Regions from separate parts of the Mus musculus genome. Here region 2 is linked to region 1. A link is a contact called in public promoter capture Hi-C data. All regions are on one chromosome and are shown on one strand. Each heading gives the region's core, a stretch centred on a gene start, on an enhancer-like site or on the middle of the called end of the contact. The rest is flanking DNA. Distances are from core to core; before and after follow the strand shown. Region 1 holds the start of Tubg2 (tubulin, gamma 2). Region 2 holds the start of Becn1 (beclin 1, autophagy related).

Region 1 (5,591 bases), core at 1,623-4,122:
TAGTGCCGCCTACAACAGGCCAGGTCTTCCTGTATCAATTAGCAATCAAGACAGTCCCTTCCAGACAAGCCAGCAGGACAGCTTGATGAGTAAATAACTCATCAAAACTGTCTTCTTATTGACTGGTGAGGTGTTGGCATGGGCGTGCATATGTATATATGTATATATGTATGTATTGGCTATTTTATTTATTTATTTATTTTTTACCTCTACTTCCCTTCCAATCTTTATTCCACCCTGATCCCTCCCAATGCCCCAACACTAGATGGGGAGAAAGAAATCTAGAGGGAAAAGGGGGCATAGCCCTCTTTAGACTACTTCCTGCTGATTAGGGTTGTTGAGTTTCTTGAGGCCAGGTCAATCGTCATGTCAGGGTTATCTCCAGCTTCTTGTCAACCAACAACAGCAACCAGAACCATGGGGGCTTGGGGAGGGGAGTAGCAGCCTCCCCTCGGGGATCCCTGCCCCTCCCTCTCAGGCCTCTGGCATTTACTCTCTCTCCAGATTCCTCAGAACCAAACTATCTGCAGATGGCAAAGATCATGCCCCTGCTAGTGCAGGAGGCAAATCACAACCACCCGCTGTGAAGCAGCCTCTTAGCTCACACCTGGGATTAAAACAAAACTATTCATGGAATATAACTGAGTTTTAAAAGAAACCCAAATTCTCACTACAGTAAGGTGACTCAGTGGGTAAGGTAAAGATGCCTGCCACCACTCTTAATGACCTCAGTGGTTCCTGAGCTCCGCAAGGTGAAAGAGAACCAACCCAAGCACACTGTCCTCTGACTTCCACTTGTATGCATCGACAGGTATGCCTCTCCCAAAATAAACAACAATGTAAACCAGCCCAAAGAGTCAAGACTAATGATCTCTCCTTAAACACAGGCTTACCTGTCGTTCAGTCGCTCTAAGAGGTAGGAGCCCAGACCAGAACCTGTCCCCCCAGCAATGGAGTGACATAGCACAAATCCCTGAATAGAGAGAGAGAGAAAGATAGTGGCCAGGTATCTCAGAGACTTCAGCCTTGTCTCTGAGGCTCCTTGGAAAGACTCAGAGACCCAAGAGAAGCTTAATAACGGACAGCACTGAGATTCTGATTTCCCAAGGCAGTGGCTTAGTCACCTTAATGCGCTCTATATGATGTCCCCAAATGAATGCGGAGTTGAATGTTTCACGTGATTGAATCATGCCTGATCTTTCCCCCCAGCATGCTTCACTGTTGAAGATCCTCACCTCTAGACTGTCACTTCCATCTGCTTCTCGGTCTATAATGTCAAAGATGTCCTCGTGAATTTTCTCACCCTGTATGTAGACATGGGGAAGGGAAAGTCAGACCAAAGGTTCTTTCTTCTCAGCACCAAGATCTCCACCCATTGTCTCCGTTGCCATCCTGAAACTGAGCTTCCCAACCAGAATCTCTCTCAACCCAGAAATGCTACTTTGTGAACGATTTGCATAAAATTTACATAACCTTCCCTAGCAGTCCCTCCTCTCAACATACCCATTTGTCTCTTTATTTCTTTCTTTTTTTTTTTTTTTTTTTTTTTTTTTTAAAGATTTATTTATTATTATATGTAAATACACTGTAGCTGTCTTCAGACACACCAGAAGAGGGAGTCAGATCTTGTTAGGGATGGTTGTGAGCCACCATGTGGTTGCTGGGATTTGAACTCTGGACCTTCAGAAGAGCAGTCGGGTGCTCCTACCCACTGAGCCATCTCACCAGCCCCCGTCTCTTTATTTCTTGCAAGTCTAACCTGGACGGATCCCCAGACTGGCTTGAGCCTTTCCTTATCCTAGGCTAGGATTACCAAGGAACTCTAGGAGTGACACCTGGGAGAATCCTCTGCCCCAGTTGTTGCCAGCTCCTCCGCCATGCTCCGACAGGTAGATGTTCTCCGGGTTGTAGAGCTTAGCATAGGAGGAGTTGAGGATGGAATGGATCACCCGGGGCTCCAGGTCCAGCAGCACAGCCCGGGGGATGTAGTGCTCATCATCTGCCTGTCAGAGGTAAGCCAGGATGGGTCAAGTCCTGAAGCCTCCCAACTCTGGCTCCTGCAGGCCCTCCCTTAAGATAGCCACTCTGTTCCCATCCATCCACTCAGAGAGTTTCCCAGCACCAGATCGCGCTGCCAGTCCCTTCAGGTCCCCATGGTCCTGGTCAAGTCACTGGGGGGGAGGGGCGGGGGGCACCTGGTAGAAAAAGACATCCTTTCGGTCAGTGCCCTCGGTGGCGAACTCCTCTACGATGCCCTCGGGGCTGATTCCATGTTCAGCACACAGCTGTTTCCAGAACTCGAACCCAACTGGGGGAGGAGGAAGAGGCCCAAGTCTGCTACAGCTTTAAGGCCTGAGGAGCCCAGGCTCAGAGGCTATTACATTCCAGAAGGTGACCCAAGACACCTGGGTCTGGAAGTTGTCACAGCCCAGGGCTAAGGAGGCAGCTCTTGCCTGGATCATCATGCGCAATAGAAAAGGTGGATCATGGGAAGGACAAAGGGGATTGATGGGTACCAGGCACTTGAGTGCAGCCTGAGGGATTGAACCAGAGGGATAGAAGCGGGGCACCGTGGTCGCTTGCTCACTCTGGTTGCCGCACTGGCCCAGCTGCAGGGTGATGATCTCCCGGGGCATCGCCGATCAGACCTAGCTCGTCCGCCCCGGCCTGGCGGCGGGGGTCACGACTGAGAGGAACTCCTGCCAGCCGGAGGCGCAGGACATGGGGAACGCGCTGTCGACTGATGTTTTGACGCGGGCGCTGGGTCTGCGCGTGTGCAGTGTGGGCCTCTCCGCAGCCGGCGGGCGGCAGAGCCCATCCTGGGCATCATTTTCTCTCTTAGCAATTGCAGCTGGAATTCAGCACAGGCGCAGAGCGAGGCCACGCTTCCTGTCACTATGTGCGCTTGCGCACGGTAACATTTGGCCAGCCGAGGATCCCCAGGGGTGTGGGGGAGGGAAGGGAGAAGTGGCCAGGTGGATGCACCAAGTGTGGGAGTCACCTGCCTACACCTGCCGGATATGCTAAATTGAGGGGCTACATTTAAGCCAACTCTTTTCAAGTGAGCATGCAAGGGAAGTGCTACTATATGTGGGTGTACATGTATGTGTGTTTACATATATTCTTTTTTTTTTTTTCTTTTTGGTTTTTCAAGACAGGTTTCTCTGTGTAGCCTTGTCTGTCCTGGAACTCACTCTATAGACCAGACTGCCTCAAACTCATAGATCTGCCTACCTCAGCCTCCCGAGTGCTGGGATTAAAAGCGTTCAGCTATTTTCATATTCTTACACTATGAAAAATACAAAGTTTGTCAGCTGGGACCAGGTGTGGTGGCTCGTGCCTTTAATCCCCAGCACTTGGGAGACAGTGGGAGGCAGATCTCTGTGAGTTCTAGGTCATCCTGTTTAGTGAATATCAGGCCAGCTGGAGCTACATAGTGAGACCCTGGGTAATAAAATAAGTCATCTCAGGCTGGCAGGTGTCATAAAGGCCCTTACTGCCAAGCCTGACCACATCGGAGTTTGATTGCAGGGTCCTCATGGTGGAAATAAGGAATCAAGAACGAACTCCTGGATTATCCTTTGACCTCTCTATATGCGTACTCTTGGAGTATGCAAACCTGCAAGGAATAAATAAATAAATGTAATTAGAAAGTACGTCCAGACACTGGTTTAAGTTCGGGGACCCCAGTGGAGAAATCAGGGCAAGGACTGAAGGAGGCTGAAGGGATTTGCAGCCCCATAGGAAGAACAACAGTATCAACCAAACAGAACCCCCTCCCCCAAAGCTCCCAAGGACTAAATCACTAACCAAAGAGAACACATTGGGGGACCCATGGCATAGCTGGATATGTAGCAGAGGATGGCCTTGTTATACATCAATGGGAGGGGAGCCCCTTGGTCCTGTGGAGGCTCAATGGTCCAGGGTAGGGGAATGACAGAGTGCTGAGGCAGGAGTGGGTAGGTGGGTGGGGGAGCACCCTCATAGAGGCAGGGGGAAGAGGAAAGGGGATAGGGAGTTTGTGGAGGGGAAACTGGGAGGGGGGATAACATTTGAAATGTCAATAAAATAACCAATAAAAATGAAAATATAGGGGCTGGAGAGATGGCTCAGTGGTTAAGAGCACTGACTGCTCTTCTGAAGGTCCTGAGTTCAAATCCCAGCAACCACATGGTGGCTCACAACCATCCATAACAAGATCTGACACCCTCTTCTGGTGTGTCTGAAGACAGCTACAGTGTACTTAAGACATATAATGAATAAATAAATCTTTTTTTAAAAATGAAAATACACACAAACACACACAAACACACATATATATATATATATACATATATATTTGAAAAAGAAAGAAAGTACATCCAGATAGAGGCATACCTTTCAGTTGAGCACTCAGAGCCAGAGGCAAGTGATTCTAATCTACATAAATTCTAAGACAGCTCAGGCTACATTGTATCTTAATTAATTAATTAAGTTATACCTTTACACCTGAGTTTAACCAAAAGGCAGAGAAGGGATAGTTGTATCTTTTTTAAAGGTACCAAATTGTTTTTGGAGACAGGCTTTCTTTGTGTAGCCCTGGCTGTCCTGGAATTGGGTCTGAGACCAGGCTGGCCTTGAACTCACAGAAGTCCACCTGTCTCTGACTCCCAAGCGCTGGAATTAAAGGCCTACGTCACCACTGCCATGCTAAGTTTACTATTTTAATCTTTTGTTAAGTGTGAGACCTTTTTGTTTTGATTTTTTTTTTTTGAGGGGGCTGGAGAGGCCTGGATCCCTCATGTGATCCAGGTTGACCTCAGTGCCACTCTGTAGCTCATAATCTTGATTTCTTGGTCCTCCGGCTGATGTTTCTCAAGTCCTAACATCACAGGCTTATGCCACTACAGCCAGAATTTTTTTGTCTTCCCTAAAGCTCCATATTCCTTCTTAGATGTCTCACCCCGCCCCCTCTGGCCCTGCCCCTCTCCAGCCCTTGACATTGACCGTCCTTTCTGTTAGGGATTTGCCTTCTCTACCTACTTAAAAGGATTCATCTAATACTTTTCCACTTGTTTCTGCCCATTTCTTTTCTTTAGGATTTCTACAGATTGTACCCAAGTCAGGACATTTTGGCCTTTTTAAGTTAAATAATAAGCCAGGCAGTGGTGGCACATGCCTTTAGTCCTAGCACTTGGGAGGCAGAGGCAGGCAGATCGCTGAGTTTGAGGCTAGCCTGGTCTACAGGGCAAGTTCCAGGACAGCCAGGGCTATATAGTGAAAACCTGTCTCAGAAAACCAAAAAAAAAAAAAAAAAAAAAAGTAAAATAGTAATAGTAATAAAATGGAAAACTAAATAAAAAATAAAGAATATGCATGTGTGTATGCGTGTGCTTGATCCATTCTTATCTTAGCGACCTCTCCTCCCTCTTCCTCTTGTGGTGTTGGGAACTGAATCTAGGATTTTGCTCTCATGAGGCTAGTACCCTTCCTCAAGCTACAATCACAGCTCTCTATTTACTTAAAAACAAACAAACAAACATCATTGGGTTGCAGAGATGGCCCAGCAGTTCAGAGCACTGGGTTTGGTTCCCAGCACTTATATTATGTGA
Region 2 (5,591 bases), core at 1,823-4,322, 150 kb before region 1:
CATGTGCACCACCTGTGTGCCTAGTGTCCAGAAAATGCCACTGGACATGGAGTTATACATGGTGGTGGGAATTAAACATGGGCCCCCTCTCTACAAGAGTAAGCATTTTATATTATTTTTTTAAGTTTTATTTATTTATTTTATGTATGTAAGTACACTGTATCTGTCTTCAGACACACCACAAGAGGGCATCAGATCTCATTAAGGATGGTTGTGAGCCACCATGTGGTTGCTGGGAATTGAACTCAGAACCTTCGGAAGAGCAGTCAGTACTCTTAACCGCTGAGCCATCTCTCCAGCCCAAGAGTAAGCATTTTATTATTCTCTCTAGCCCCAGAGAGAAATTTTGAGAATAGTTTGAGGTACACAAGATCTTGTCTCCACAAAACAAATGAAACATGAAAAATTTCTGCACATTTAGAAAATAATTTAGGGGCTGGGTGGTGGTGGTGCACATCTTTAATCCCAGCACTTGGGAGGCAGAGGCAGGCAGATTTCTGAGTTTGAGGCCAGCCTGGTCTACAGAATGAGTCCAGGACAGCCAGGGCTACACAGAGAAACTCTGTCTCGAAACAAAACAAAACAAAACAAAACAAAACAAAACAAAACAAAACAAGAAAGAAAGAAAGGAAGGAAGGAAGGAAGGAAGGAAGGAAGGAAGGAAGGAAATAGCTGCAGCGTATCTCAGGTGGTTGAGTTATGAAAGCCTGGGTCATGTAATTGTTAATCCAGCACTCAGAAGATAGAGAGAGGCAGGAGGGTCAAAAGTTCAAGTCATTTTCTGCTGCCTGGTGAGTTTGAAGTCATCCTTGGGATTCATGAGATCTCCTTTTTTTTAAAAAAAAAAAAGCATGGGTGGGAGGAAGGAAGGAAGGAGGGAGGGAGGGAGGGAGGGAAGGAAGGAAGGAAGGAAGGAAGGAAGGATGGAAGGAAGGAAGGTTAGCTAGCTAAACCATTCATGAGAATTTATTTACTCGTGTGTGTGTTTGTGTGTGTCTGTATGTATGTGTGTACATGGATGTCTGTGTGTCTCTCTCTCTGTGTATCTATGTGTTTGTGTATACATATATGTCTACATGTGTCTGTGTGTCTGTGTGTGTTTATCTGTGTGCCAAAGACTTAACATGCAACCCTGACTGACCTGGAGCTCACTATGAGGACCAGGCCGGCCACTGTGAAGATCAGCCTGCCATTGTGCTGAGATTCAAGGCGTGCACCACCACCCCTGGCCATAAACATTTATTTTAAAACCTGAGAAAGACGTTATGATCCAATAAATAAATACAAATATGTGAACATAATTTGTAAGAACTGCAAGGGGCGACCACATGACAAACTCTTCAACCTTATCAGCAATCAGTGATATCAATTACAAGAATGGAGAACTGGAGCCGAGCATGGTGGCGCATGCCTTTAATCCCAGCACTCGGGATGCAGAGGCAGGTGGATTTCTGAGCTTGAGGCCAGCCTGGTCTACAAAGTGAGTTCCAGGACAGCCAGGGCTATACAGAGAAACCCTGTCTTGAAAACCAAAAAAAAAAAAAAAAAAAGAATGGAGAACTGCCATTGTCTGCTATTGTTCCTCAAATATATCTTATCCAATACTGGGCAAGGCATCATAAAACAGGCCCTTTAATGGATTACTAGAGGCAGAATATAATATGAGTTGTTTTGAAAACAACTGCCAATGTTAATAAAGAGAAGATTCCAAAGTCTACAGTACTTTTAATGATAAGGTTCTGTTCTAGGACAAAGTCAATTCCTCATTGTGATATTATTGTATCCACCCAAATTGGAAGCAATGGAAGTTTCCATCAATAAAGAAATTCACTGTAATCTGTGCGTTTCTGCTGTGATGTATTGCAGCAATGAGAATGTTAATTAACAAAACTGGAGCAACATGGAAAACATTCAATTATTTTTATTATCCTTAGTGGTGGTGGAGGGCAGTCCATACCCTGGAATTCCTTTGGAGGTCAACTTCATCTCCTCCTACTCCGATCCTTAGGAATTGACCTTAGGGTCTCTCTCACGTTTGGTGCACACACTTTTACAGGTTGAGCCATCTTGGCAGCCCACATATGTTAAACTTACAAAGTAGGGCTGGACATACAGTTCATTGGTGGAGTACTTGCTTAGTATATGAGAGGCCTTGGATATGATTCCAGATACACACATACTCACAGGAGCCAGCTCTCTCTCTCTCTCTCTCTCTCACACACACACACACACACACACACACACACACACACCACAAATGCATTGGTGTTTTGCATACATGGATGACTGTGTGAAAGTGGTGATAGTGGTGTCAGTTCTTGGAGTTACAGACAGTTATGAGCTGCCATGTGGGTGGATGGATTTGATTTAATCCAGGTCATCTGGAAGTGCGGTTGGTGCTTTTAACTGCTGAGCCATCTCTCCAGTCTCCACTGTCACCTTTTTATTTATTTACATTTTGTTATATACATACATAATACACACATACACATATATACATACATATAACTATCACCTTTAATGTATTTGCATTTTATTATATACACATATACAAACATATATACATACATACACACATACACATACATACATACATATAACAATAAAATTTACCATCCTGCCAAACGCACTCCCTCAGAAGGGTTTAGACAATTTGACTCTCCCAAAAATACACTTTAAAAGCTCACACATGCCGGAAGGTGGTGGTGCACGCTTTTAATCACAGCCCTTAGGAGGCTGAGGCAAGTGGATCTCTGTGAAGTGGATGCCAGCTTGGTCTACAGGGCGAGTTCCAGGTCAACCAGGGCTACACAGAGAAACCCTGTCTCAAACAAACAAACAAACAAACAAACAAACAAACAAACAACACCCTGATCCCTAAGGAATATAGAAGTGGCTCCACTTGGAAGTAACAAATCTTGAGTGGACCGTCTAAATCAGAAGAGTGTGGGCAGCTTCGGCCCACCTGTCGGCACTGCTGCACTTCCCCGCTCGGCCTTTGGATGGCGCTCCGAGCCGGGTAAACAGGGATCTGGAGCAGGGGTCCTTGCGTCAGCTCCCGTCGTGACGTCACTTCTGGTCCTGGGCGGAAGTCTTCAGCTAGCCGACCGGGAAGTAGCTGAAGACCGGGCGATGGGAACTCTGGAGGTCTCGCTCCGGGGCGGACCCGAGGCCACCGTGCCCCCGCGGTAGAACGAGCCTGGGTGGCGGGCTCCGGGCTCCTGAGGTGAGGAGCGTCGGGGCCTGAAGTGAGACCTTAGGAAGAAGCCTAGAGTCCCTGGCGGCCACTCTGGTGCCCCGTTTCCCCGCTCGGGAGACTAGACTGCCTTAGCTGGGCTCTGCCCCGGAAGCGGGTCCTCTTGGTGTCATCCCACTCCCAGAGGGAACGGCGCGGACCGGGATTTTCCTCTTCACCTCCACCACCAAGGCAGCGGGTAGCCTCGGGCCCGAGGTTCAAAGGAGCCGATTCTTCTTAACGTCGTCTTTTCTCCGCTGTCGCAGGCATGGAGGGGTCTAAGGCGTCCAGCAGCACCATGCAGGTGAGCTTCGTGTGCCAGCGCTGTAGCCAGCCTCTGAAACTGGACACGAGCTTCAAGATCCTGGACCGGGTCACCATCCAGGAACTCACAGGTCAGCAGGATCCGAGGAAAGGGGTGGTCAAGAAGGAGGGAAGTGGGCAACTTTAGGGACATTGAGGTGGCGGTCTCTGGCTTTCGGTTTTCTCGTCAGGAATAGACCTCTGACAGTGTCTCCAGAGTGAAGGAGTATTCACATATAACAGAATTTCTTGAAGATTTACCAGTGTATCAATCAGGTGTCCTGTAACAGTCCCCGTGGAAACCAGGCTTGGTGGCTCACATCTATAACTGCAGCAACTCAGGAGGCTGACGCCGGAGCTGCCTCAAGTTCCAGGCCAGCCTGCGCTATTGAATGAGACCCTGTTTCCAAAAATAAAAAGGACAGGAGAAGTGCCATGGTGCATCCTCTTACAGGTGACGAGTTGAGGTTAGAGCCATCAGTGAGCATACTTACCTGAGGTCCAGTGAAGTGTAGGAGAGCCTTGAAGCCTGAAGAAGAGAGTGAGAGAGGTGATTAGCGAGTTTAAACACGTTCATGGGCCTGGCATTAGCATGGAAACCTTGGCTTTGTTGTATATAGCTCCCTAGACCTTGATTCATTTTTATTCATAATTAGTATTAGTTATGTGTATAGGTGGTTTGCTTACATGTACATCTGTCCATGACGAGAATGCCTGATGCCGGGAGAGGCCAGAAGAGGGCGTCAGATCCCTGAACTGGAGTTAACAGGTGGTTGTGAGCCACCGTGTGAGGGCTAGGACTCGAACCTAGGTCCTTTACAGGAGCAACAGGTGCTCTAAGCTATTGAGTGATCTGCCCAGCTCTTTATTTTTCTTCTCCTTAAAAAAAAATTATTTTCATTGTTCTTGCTGTTGGTATAGACAGAGTTTCACTCTAGCCCTTGCCTGGCTAGATTGTCCTGCCTCTGCCTTCAGAGTCCTGGGGCTTAAAGGTGTGCGCCACCACACCTGGCTTATTTTTCATTTTTAAAGGTTAATGTTGTGTGTTGAAAGCTTTCATCTCCCAAGTGTTGGAATAAAGGAGGTCTGTGTGCTACCATGCCCGGCTTTACATGTTTCTAAACTAGTGTTCATACATTTTAAAACCTGATATATTTAGGGGGTGCCACTTGATGTTTGAATACACATGTAATGATGTTCAAATCAGGGTTGGCACATTTGTCTCTTCTAACGTTTTGTTTGTTTGTTTGTTTCCTTGTGGTTGAAACATTTCTAATCGTCCCTGCTGGCTTTTGGGGACTGTGCAGTCCACCATTGGTACCCATAGTCAGCACCGTCCAGTAGAGCAGAACTTTTCTCCTGTCTAACCAGTCTGTTGTGTATAACCATCATATTGTTCTCAGTTTAAATGAGATGCACCACACCTGAGTGAGACCAGGCAGTGCTTGCTTTACTGGGCCTGGATAATCTCATTTAATGTATGTCCTTCAGTCTTAATGACAGGAGTTCATGCTTTTAAAAAAAACGGCTGAATAGATTGTCATTGAATGAATATTAGCTGTGTCTTTGTTGGTGATGTTTTGTTTTTGAGGTAGAGTCTTATATAACAGAGGCTTGCTTTAAACACATGCTTGAATTTCCTCAGACTCAGCCCGGCAGTGGTAGCACACGCCTTTAATTCCAGAACTTGGGAGGCAGAGGCAGGAAGATTTCTGAATTTGAGGCCAGTGAGACTATAGAGTAAGTTCCAGGACAGCCAGGGCCACATAGAAAAACCCTGTCTTGAAACAACAACAACAAAACAAAACAAAAAAGATTTTCCTCAGATTCTGAAGCACTGGGATTATAGCCATGTACCACTGTACCTGGCTCTCTGTCCTCTTCCCATACCAGGGATTCTGTCACTCAGCCACATCCCTAGCCCTACATCCTTGATACATGAGTACAATCAGATTACATACAGCTTCCCAGAAAATTATTTTATTCCTTCCCAGTTATTCTAGGGAAAAGGGATGCTAACTTTTGTGATGGAAAAACTTAAGATATAGGCCTG

What was found. Capture Hi-C pulls out chosen DNA fragments and counts their contacts.
Region 2: a promoter capture Hi-C map of pancreatic islet shows a contact between it and region 1. The contact joins the promoter of Becn1 here to the promoter of Tubg2 in region 1. A contact is called at or near these places in 6 of 39 promoter capture datasets (cranial neural crest, embryonic stem cells, hematopoietic stem and progenitor cells and 2 more), 1 of 484 Hi-C or Micro-C datasets (embryonic stem cells), 7 of 115 datasets of contacts at active chromatin or transcription factors (the 230-238 cell line, the SCID.adh cell line, effector CD8 T cells and 2 more) and 3 of 9 other capture datasets (adipose tissue, liver and pancreatic islet).

The regions. Positions count from the first base shown.
Region 1 is chr11:101,153,165-101,158,755 of GRCm38.p6, reverse strand. Tubg2 (tubulin, gamma 2) reads right to left here and starts at 2,872. Exons shown (of 11, transcript NM_134028.2): 1 at 2,588-2,872; 2 at 2,196-2,308; 3 at 1,836-2,003; 4 at 1,236-1,304; 5 at 894-973. The coding sequence starts at 2,636.
Region 2 is chr11:101,299,767-101,305,357 of GRCm38.p6, reverse strand. Becn1 (beclin 1, autophagy related) reads left to right here and starts at 3,072. Exons shown (of 12, transcript NM_019584.4): 1 at 3,072-3,226; 2 at 3,502-3,630. The coding sequence starts at 3,504.